Linked DNA regions of Mus musculus: region 1 is linked to region 2. Evidence: chromatin contacts called from public ChIA-PET data. All regions are on one chromosome and are shown on one strand. Each heading gives the region's core, a stretch centred on a gene start, on an enhancer-like site or on the middle of the called end of the contact. The rest is flanking DNA. Distances are from core to core; before and after follow the strand shown.

What was found. ChIA-PET counts read pairs in DNA pulled down with a chosen protein or histone mark.
Region 1: a contact with region 2 is called in an RNA polymerase II ChIA-PET map of effector CD8 T cells, with 13 read pairs. The contact joins the promoter of Crybg3 here to the enhancer-like site in region 2. A contact is called at or near these places in 11 of 39 promoter capture datasets (embryonic stem cells, frontonasal cranial neural crest, hematopoietic stem and progenitor cells and 6 more), 4 of 15 datasets of contacts at CTCF or cohesin (CD8 T cells, embryonic stem cells, large pre-B cells and 1 more), 8 of 484 Hi-C or Micro-C datasets (CD4 T cells, bone marrow-derived macrophages, cochlea and 3 more), 9 of 115 datasets of contacts at active chromatin or transcription factors (CD8 T cells, bone marrow-derived macrophages, effector CD8 T cells and 5 more) and 3 of 9 other capture datasets (adipose tissue, liver and pancreatic islet).

What each region holds. Positions count from the first base shown.
Region 1 is chr16:59,598,676-59,602,872 of GRCm38.p6, forward strand. Crybg3 (beta-gamma crystallin domain containing 3) reads right to left here and starts at 2,372. Exons shown (of 22, transcript NM_174848.4): 1 at 2,070-2,372. The coding sequence starts at 2,218.
Region 2 is chr16:59,456,823-59,461,529 of GRCm38.p6, forward strand. Gabrr3 (gamma-aminobutyric acid (GABA) receptor, rho 3) reads left to right here. Exons shown (of 9, transcript NM_001081190.1): 9 at 4,557-4,707. It also overlaps the pseudogene Orai2-ps. Among named protein-coding and RNA genes, the nearest start is that of 1700022E09Rik, 10 kb to the right of the region's middle. Within about 2 kb of position 2,864, at least 43 of the 459 cell types and tissues checked have an H3K27ac peak or open chromatin away from gene starts, as enhancers often do. A contact at or near this core is called in CD8 T cells, effector CD8 T cells and pro-B cells, where this site is marked.

The DNA of each region.
Region 1 (4,197 bases), core at 1,122-3,621, 140 kb after region 2:
CACACATAAGTGTACATACATACACCCATATACACACATACATATATACACACACATACACTGATACATACACACATGCACACATACACACATACATACACATACATACACATACACACACACACACACACTCGAGGGACGTCAGGGTCAGTTTGCAGCACAGGTAAAAGGTAGCAATGTCACTTTGAACAGCTCTCTTTAAAAATGCTTTTGTTTTTATTTTTACAGTAAAATACAGATTGTGATCATTCGAGCTTGTGGAAAGTTGTGCCAAATCAATTCCTAAATTTTGGACCACTAGACATGTTCCAGGTTGTAATTACTGTTTTTTATGTGGGAGACCTTTTCTTGGCTACCCACTATTGCAAGCAAAGTCACACCATGACTGCAAAAGATCAACCCGGCTCTCATTAAAAGGTTTTACTGCCACAAAAGAAACAACCAAAGTGTGTCCTTTCAGCTTGAAACAGGATCACGGGCACAAATCCCAAGTCTGTTTCCAATCTTGTCACCACCAACATTGTTCTATTACTGGGAGGATGGGACCTACTGAGTGGTTCCATTTGTTGCCTTGCGCTTTCAATAAGGGCTTTGTGTTTATTTCTATCTGTGAAAAAGAAAGATTTAAGCTCCTATAAAACAGCTAAACACACACACACACACACACACACACACACACACACGAGGGATTATCTGCAATCCCCTTAACATCTGGCCAGTTCTAAAACAGATGAGAACAAAATTAGTGCTCGCGTAAGCATAATTAAAACCGCATCGTGAAAAGCCATAGCCAGGGCCTATCAGTGGTGAGGAGAGACAGAAAGGGGTAGGTGAAAAGGATCTATCTAGCTGCTGGATTAGTCAGCCCGGTGCAGAAAGAGTTCAGAATGGAGGAGTGCCTGCCTTAAAAGGGCAAATAGGCCAGGGGAACAGGCAGGATTTCAGGACAATGCTGATAGGAGCTGGCCTGCTTACTCCATTCCACCACTCTCAAGTTTCCAAAGGGCGCTGAGTCTACTGCTTTCAGATCACAGGGGACTGTTAGGGACAACGTTAGAGCCACATTAGAGCCACGACAGGTGAGACCTCCCAGATTTCAGAACTACCATTAAGGACGGGGAAACTTCGAATGTTAAAAGCATCAACAACCAGGCCAAAAGTATCTGAAACTTCCTAGTAGAATAACCAGTCAATTATAATTGGTCATTTCTTGGAAAGACGTATTATGCTAACAGGTGATTACACTGGAAATGATTCACAATTAGGAAAAGCAAGGAGAACGAAGGGCTAACAACAAATCACAAACCCTAAATAGTAATGGAACTAGAAGCGTCAGTTGTTTCCGATCCATTTTTCTTTGAAGTCCATCAGCAAGTCTTTAGTCTGAGGTAAATATAGCTCTCTAGAGGGCAACCTTCCAAGGACATGGGTTACAGGTTCTTCTGGTGCAAGTGAAGTTGGCTTCACTTCTCAAAAAAAAAAAAAAAAAAAAAGGAGAAAGAAGCGAAACCACCTCTCCTTTAGGGTTGATAAGGAAATTTAAAAACGGGCATTTTAATGAGACGAATTTTTAAAATGTCAATCTTTAAAGCAGCAGGAGTAGAGGAAAAATGATTATGGAAAGAGTGCAAGAGTGCACATACTAATCATTAAACTGAGCCAGCTCTCAGCTCCGGCCCTGGTTCCCCAAATCGGAGCGCTTCCGTCAGATGTCCCCAGTGAGAGAGACAGAGAGAAAGGAGGAAGGGCGGCAACATTTAAACTGTAAACAAATCTGGCGAAGACTTCAGATTCTGGATGTCGTCTCAGAAAGCTCTGATTGCAACTCTTTTAGGAATCACTTCGAGAAAACCTTAAGATGGCAAAGCACGACGCGGAGGGGCGCGAGATTCCCTCGGCAGCTTCAGAGCCTCCCGGAGTGGAGGGGACAGAGCCGGGAGCCCCCGATGGCGGCGGGAAAAGCCACCGGCCGGGAGCAAGAACTTCCCCAGATCTAAGCCACCCAGGGCGGGACCGGAGGAAACCCGAGCGGCGGAGGAAGGCGCGCACGGCGCCCCCGCGGCTCCCACCTGGCTGCACTCCGGCTCACTCCCGCCGGCTGGCCGGTCCCCGGCTTCTCCTCCTCTTCCTCTTCCTTGTCCCGAGAAGGGTTCCGCGGAGCGAAGAACCGAGAGAAGCTGTGCCAGGGGGCGCTGCCCCTCCTGCGGCCGCCGGACATCTCCCCACCGGCTCGGCCGCGCCGTCCGCGGGCCCCGACGAGCCGCTGGCCGGAGCGAGGGTGGCCGCAGCCCTGGCTCGCTGAGCGCAGCGAGAGTCGGCCCGGGCCGCCGGCGCGGCTCCTCCAGCCCGGCCGGCACGAGCGCTCCCCGTGCGGCTCCTCCTCCCGCCCGCGCCCGGAGCTGCCCGCCCCCGGGAGGAGCCAGTGGCCGCGACCGCCCTGTCGGCCACAGCGTGCAGATCCGGGAGGAGCAGCCTGGGGATGCTAGGCTCCGGCTTCCCGCCCAAACCAGCCCAGCCCGCAGCCCACTTGGCTTGGCCAACAGTCAACTGTAAATGCTTTGCTTCCCTTTCCCGAGTTAGGGCTGTTTTAAAACAGGGTAATCAATTAAAGTCTGGGGAAACACCTGGCAAGAAGCAGCACCCGCGTGCCCTGCAGCCTGGAACCTGAGCACAGCCTTTCTAAAGACAGTTTCAGCCTGCAAGGGTAGGTCCCATCTGTCCTGCTGTCAGCACCTTGTTTCTGCTTCAGCTGGCTCAGATGAGGAGCCACCAACCCAGGTGTGTTTTAGCGCTCACCCTTCACCTGTGGGCCACTCCCAGAATCCTTTTTCAAAAAAACCGTCCCTGATCACAAAACCAAATCTGATTCAGGTATGACTCAAACTAGAAAAATGCTGAAACAAATATTTGGTTGTTGCGCAGATACTCCTGTATTCTGGAACGCCAAAGGCCCTTAACATTAGTTTAAAACGAATATCTGGTTATGATAAAAATGACTTTATACAGCGGAGCTGCTAACAGAGAAAGCACACAGAGCCATATTCGCCCCAGGTGTATTGTTATAGTTTGTCTGAAGTCAAACTCCAGAGGTATGAAGTTCAAGATAACAGTGGGACATTTAGTAACTAAAAATGTTATGTGGGCAAATCACATGAAAATAGGGTGATAGCTGTCTGTGGCTGGCTGGAGAAGTGAGGAGGTTGAACGTCTACCTGTCGGCCCCAAGGAATCATAGTGCCGGTTAAGGAGCCTTCCCGCGGACCCACAGCTACCCCTTTGAGGCATTTTAATCTGTCAACTGGATCTGAAACTAGGAGTATGAGAGTAAGAAAAAAATTAGGATCAGATACAGATGGACAAGCAAATTCTTCCATGCAGCTACAGGGCCTGGAGAATAATGTGCCTCCCCAACGCAATGTTAGCTGACTAGCAGTTGCCTCCCCCTGTTGCCCTGTGACAAAAAGTGGTCCTACACCTCAGTGTTGGCACAGAGGGTCCAGGCAAGGAGTCTGTCTGGGGATAAAAGTGTCTGGGCGTCAATAAGATTATGAGGCAAATTCTGATTTTCAATAATACTATTTCTCTCAATTAGCTGATAGGAAAATGTTATAGTAGTCCACGTATTAATGTTTCTTTACAACTGGTCTCCTAGGTATATGCAGAAGTATTAGGCTCACGGCATGGAAAGTTCTTGGTATTGAATGTTTGCTTTTCCAATACTTAGATTTTTAGATTTCCTGTACCCTAGAGTCTTGACATACAATAGCAGGTTCTTGAATCCTAGATTCTAGGATTTTGTTATGAAATCTGTGAAAGCACTTTCAAATTTCAGTTGGAAACATCTCAGAGATACTAATTTTATGCACTCAACTTCGCTTCATTTCAAATTCAGTTTTCATCCAGACATTTGGTAAGTGGCTGAGGCAGGAGCATTCTTTCCATAAAGCTGACGAAGTTCATGGGTTTTTTGTTTGTTTGTTGTTTTTGGGGTTTTTTTTCGAGACAGGGTTTCTCAGTATAGTCCTGGCTGTCCTGGACTCATGTAGACCAGGCTGGCCTTGAACTCAGAAATCCGCCTGCCTCTGCCTCCCAAGTGCTAGGATTAAAGGCGTGCACCACCACCGCCCTGCCGAAGTTCACGTTTGAAGACACTTCACTGGTACTGCCTTTTCCAGTGTGCGCAGTGACTGGATGGTC
Region 2 (4,707 bases), core at 1,614-4,113:
AAAGTGCAGCAGATGACATGGCCCAATAGTATTCTGGGTAGGATAGAGCCCACTGATGATACTATAGCTTTTAAATACTTGAATTTGTGGTTGAATATTATTGGCTATCTGAGGCTAACCAGTCTTACGTTCTTGCATATTTATTTTATGTATATTCAACTTATTACAGAGTTTTCCTATTCTATAAAACATAGAAGGGAGATATTAATTCCAAAGTGTGAGTCCCCACCGATTCATTAACTGACTGCACAGAGTAGTCGTCATGTCTTCTTGATTCGGTAAAATAAGATAGTTTTAAATTGCTATGAACAAAATAGGCATTTTGAATAGATTTTACTCTGCAGCTTCCTATTTAAATTCTGAATAATTTCATCTAGAAAAGTCTCTCCAGTTTTGTTCATTTTCCAACTTCCCTAAAGATCAAGAAGGATTTTATTTTTCTCCAAAAGCAATTACTAACAGCTGCCTCCTAGACACTACTTGATGCTAGTGAGAGCCACTATCTCCCATTGTAAAACTCAGAAAAAAAAAATCAGTATAGATTCAATCAGTCATCCTTGCTGTAAAAATCATTAATAATTTACCTCTTCAGAAAAATAAGCCAGTTTCTTTGTAGTTAATCTGGCTTTGTTAGCATCATTAGAAGCAGTTTGTTTGTTTGTTTGTTTGTTTGTTTGTTTGTTTTCTTGTTTTTTGAGGGGGTTGATTGTTGTTGGCAACAATAGGAAGACTTGTTTAGTTTTGCTTTAAAAGAACAAATAGGCCCGGCCGCCGGGCCACCCGGCCGCGACACAGACGCTAGCCACGAGCCGGAGCCGTGAGCTGGAGCCAAGCGCGCTGAGGGCTGGACAGTCAGGCCTGGTCCCCACCATGAGTGCAGAGCTCAATGTGCCCATGGATCCCTCTGCCCCTGCCTGCCCTGAACCCGGCCACAAGGGCATGGATTACCGAGACTGGGTCCGGCGCAGCTACCTGGAACTCGTCACGTCTAACCACCATTCGGTGCAGGCACTGTCCTGGAGGAAGCTCTACCTGAGCAGGGCCAAGCTGAAAGCCTCCAGCCGGACCTCGGCCCTCCTGTCTGGCTTCGCCATGGTGGCCATGGTGGAGGTGCAGCTGGAGACCAAGTACCAGTACCCTCAGCCCCTGCTCATTGCCTTCAGCGCCTGCACCACGGTGCTGGTAGCCGTGCATCTGTTTGCTCTGCTCATCAGCACTTGCATCCTGCCCAACGTGGAAGCCGTGAGCAACATCCACTACCTCAACTCCATCAGCGAGTCGCCGCACGAGCGCATGCACCCGTACATCGAGCTGGCCTGGGGCTTCTCCACCGTTCTGGGCATCCTGCTTTTCCTGGCTGAGGTGGTCCTGCTCTGCTGGATCAAGTTCCTCCCAGTGGATGCCAAGGATCAGCCAGGCTCCCACAGCCACACGGGCTGGCAGGCCGCTCTGGTGTCCACCATCATCATGGTACCTGTGGGTCTCATCTTCGTGGTCTTCACCATCCACTTCTACCGTTCCCTGGTGCGGCACAAGACGGAGCGCCACAACCGTGAGATCGAAGAGCTGCACAAGCTCAAGGTGCAGCTGGATGGGCACGAGCGGAGCCTGCAGGTGGTGTGAGGGAGGCCGTTGCGATTTGCTACCAACCTGCACGGGAGGGCAACCCTCAGGCCACCACACAGCTGGTCAGAGTAGCCAAGGGGGCCGCCAGACAAACCCGGGCTGCATGAGATCCACCACACATCCCAAGAGCCACAGTGTGGGGATGGCTAAACAGACTGCCTGGATGCTGCTCCAATAATCCCATACTCCTGTCCCCGCATGAATAAGGGTCTAAAAGGAGTGAGAAAGCGTCCGTTTCATCATGGAGGCCGGAGGAAGAAACTCGACCACGTGGCCCTGGGGACTTCCTGGTCCAATCATATCAGAGAGCACTGTAGATCTCAGACGTCTGGACCTTGTGATTGGCAGGGCAGGGTGGTGAATTCCCAAAGCCAGCTGGGGGCTGGGGCTCAGGTGGGAGAGTGTTTGCCTAGTGTGCAGGAAGCACTGCCTAAACCAGGTCATCCCAGGGTCATCGAGGTGCTAGGGAGGTGGAGGAAGGCAGATCAGAGCTTCAAAGTTGTTCTTTGCTACATGGTCAGTTTGAGGCTACACGAAAAAGTCAGACACATGCACATGCATGCAGAAGAGCGCGCACGTGCACACACGTGCGTACACACGCACACACATGCACACAGACACACACAAAGAAGGGGCTGCTTGAGCGTGCAGAGGTGGGCCCGGGGCTGGCACAGGGTAACATGGCTTATGATGAAAGACAGGGATGTTCTACCAGATCTGTAGCTCAGCTTGGCTCTTTCCTCCCGATTGGAAAGGGTCACGGAGTGTTCAGGACCCTGGGGCACACAGCAGCTCAACAAGGGTAACAGATACTGTTATTGGAGTGAGAGTTTCCTGGTTCTAGAGAGACAGCCATAGGCCTGAGGGCAGCCATGCCACCCCCCACCCCCCCACCATGGACTGTGTCAACGCAGGCAGGGGCACCATCTCAGAGACCAGGCAGCTCAGATCCCTTCTGCCTGTGGCCCCCAGATGTTGAGAGGATAAACTGGGGAGACTTCCTGTTTTTGCAAAGTGGTTAGCCCTGTGGTTAGGCCTGTGGGTGGGGCAGGGACCTGGCCCAGCCTAATATAGGCAGCTATTCCCTGTAATGAGGCTATGGGCAGAGAAGGGGAGACTTCAACACCCCATTTCTGGGCCTACCAGACACTCCATGCAGGTCCCTGCCCTGTGTTTACACAGCTGTGTATGGGTTTGGCATTGTCACTACGGGCATCTGGCTACCCAGCTGGTATTGTCATGCATACTGTGCTATACCACACCAGCTTGCATGGGGGCCAGTACTTACCCATTCTGTCGCATTACCTAGAGGGCTGAGGTCTCTTACTCTGTATATAAATGGTCGCTGGGCTCCTGCGAGTACCACTTCCATCTCTTACAACAGCTTTTCTTTGGAGTCTGGATTTGGTGCCCGTGGGATCCTGGAGGGCCCCACCCCCATCCTAAAGTCTCTGGAAATGGGACATACTGCCAAGCATAAACTTCAACAGTCAGAGGGCCCTGGGGAGCCTGGTGGAGGTCTTCCTTGTAAAGTGTGACATCAGTGGACAGCCAGGACATAGTGTCCTGTGAACCCAGGAGAAACGTCCTCTGTCTTTCAAAGGCTGTATCCTTCAACACTCTCAGCCCCTGCACACATCTGTCTAAGACCTCTTGCGTTTCAGATCTCTGTTTTCCTGGGGTCTTTTTGGGAAGGCCAGCCTAGTTTGATTTGTTTGTCTTGCTAAAGAATGCTATAATCCTGGGTGGACAAGATGGCTCAGTGGGTAAAGGCGCTTGCCACCAAGCCTGGAGACCTGAGTTTAGTCCTAATCCTCTGACCCACAACCAAGTGAATATAACGAGAAAAACGATTTACTGTCAGCATCACTGTAAGTTGGTGTGCGAGCAGGGGAGGAGAAGATGACCTCTGGAAGGAGGCGCTCCCCACTCTTGGGCACGTTCTGAAATGGCATGCTGGGGGCTAAGGCTGGAGCCCAGTTGGTTGTGTGTTTGCCTAGCATACATAACTAGCAGCTCAGAATCCACACATGGCCAGGCACATCTGTAAGGTAAACCTTCAAGGGGTGGAGGCGGGAGGATCAGGGGTTCAAGGCCAGCTTGGGCTGGACAGACTCTATCAGGAAAAGGGGGGTGCTGCAGATGACCCCCATATTTAGGAATGCTTACTGCTCTTGCAGAGGACCAGAGTTCATCTCCCAGCACCTATGTAGGGCAGCTCACAACGGCCTGTGACTCAAGTTCTAGAGGATACAACACCCTCTTCTGGCCTCTACAGGCACCCACTCACATGTCCATATTTACACATACAAAATAAAAAGGGGATTCCCGCTAAACATTGAAAAAAAAAAAAAAAAGGAACAAATAAAACCCTTTCTTCCCCAAGTCAAGTGGAAGTAGAAAGTGACTCTTACTCTGGTTTGAGACCAAAAACTAAAACAAAAGACATAGGTCTGCGCATCATCATGTTCTCTCTACAGAGAAAAAATAAGTTGGAAAGCAAATCCAAGAAGCCTATGTTGATGATCTGATAATTCGTACTCACTCATGGCTCCTAAGGCCATGGTAAGCTCTTCAGGTTACTCAGAACAAAGAGGAGCGCAAGAATCTGGGACTACTGTTTATCAGTTCAGGACTAGATTAGAAATTATTGATATTATATTCGTTTAACATTTAATTGTATGATGCCTAAATAACTCATGGAATTAAATATAAACCACCTTATAAATCAGGCTCCCTAAGACAATGTTTTCTGCTTCTTATTTAAATTATTTTTAAGTCAGGTGCCAGAAGCAAAACCAGAATTCTTTATAACAAGAAAGACAAGCTAAACATTTATGGAAACTGTTTAATATCTGACTTACATTTTTCTATAGTTCCTCTTTATGAAATTGTCTTTGTGCCTTACTAAAGAAAACTCTTCTTGACAGATATCTGGAATGTACCATATTGATGCTGTTCAAGCCATGGCCTTCGATGGTTGCTACCATGACAGCGAGACTGATGTGGACCAGACTTCCTTCTCTCTACACTCAGAAGAGGACTCCATGAGTACAAAGTTCACAGGAAGCCCCTGTGCAG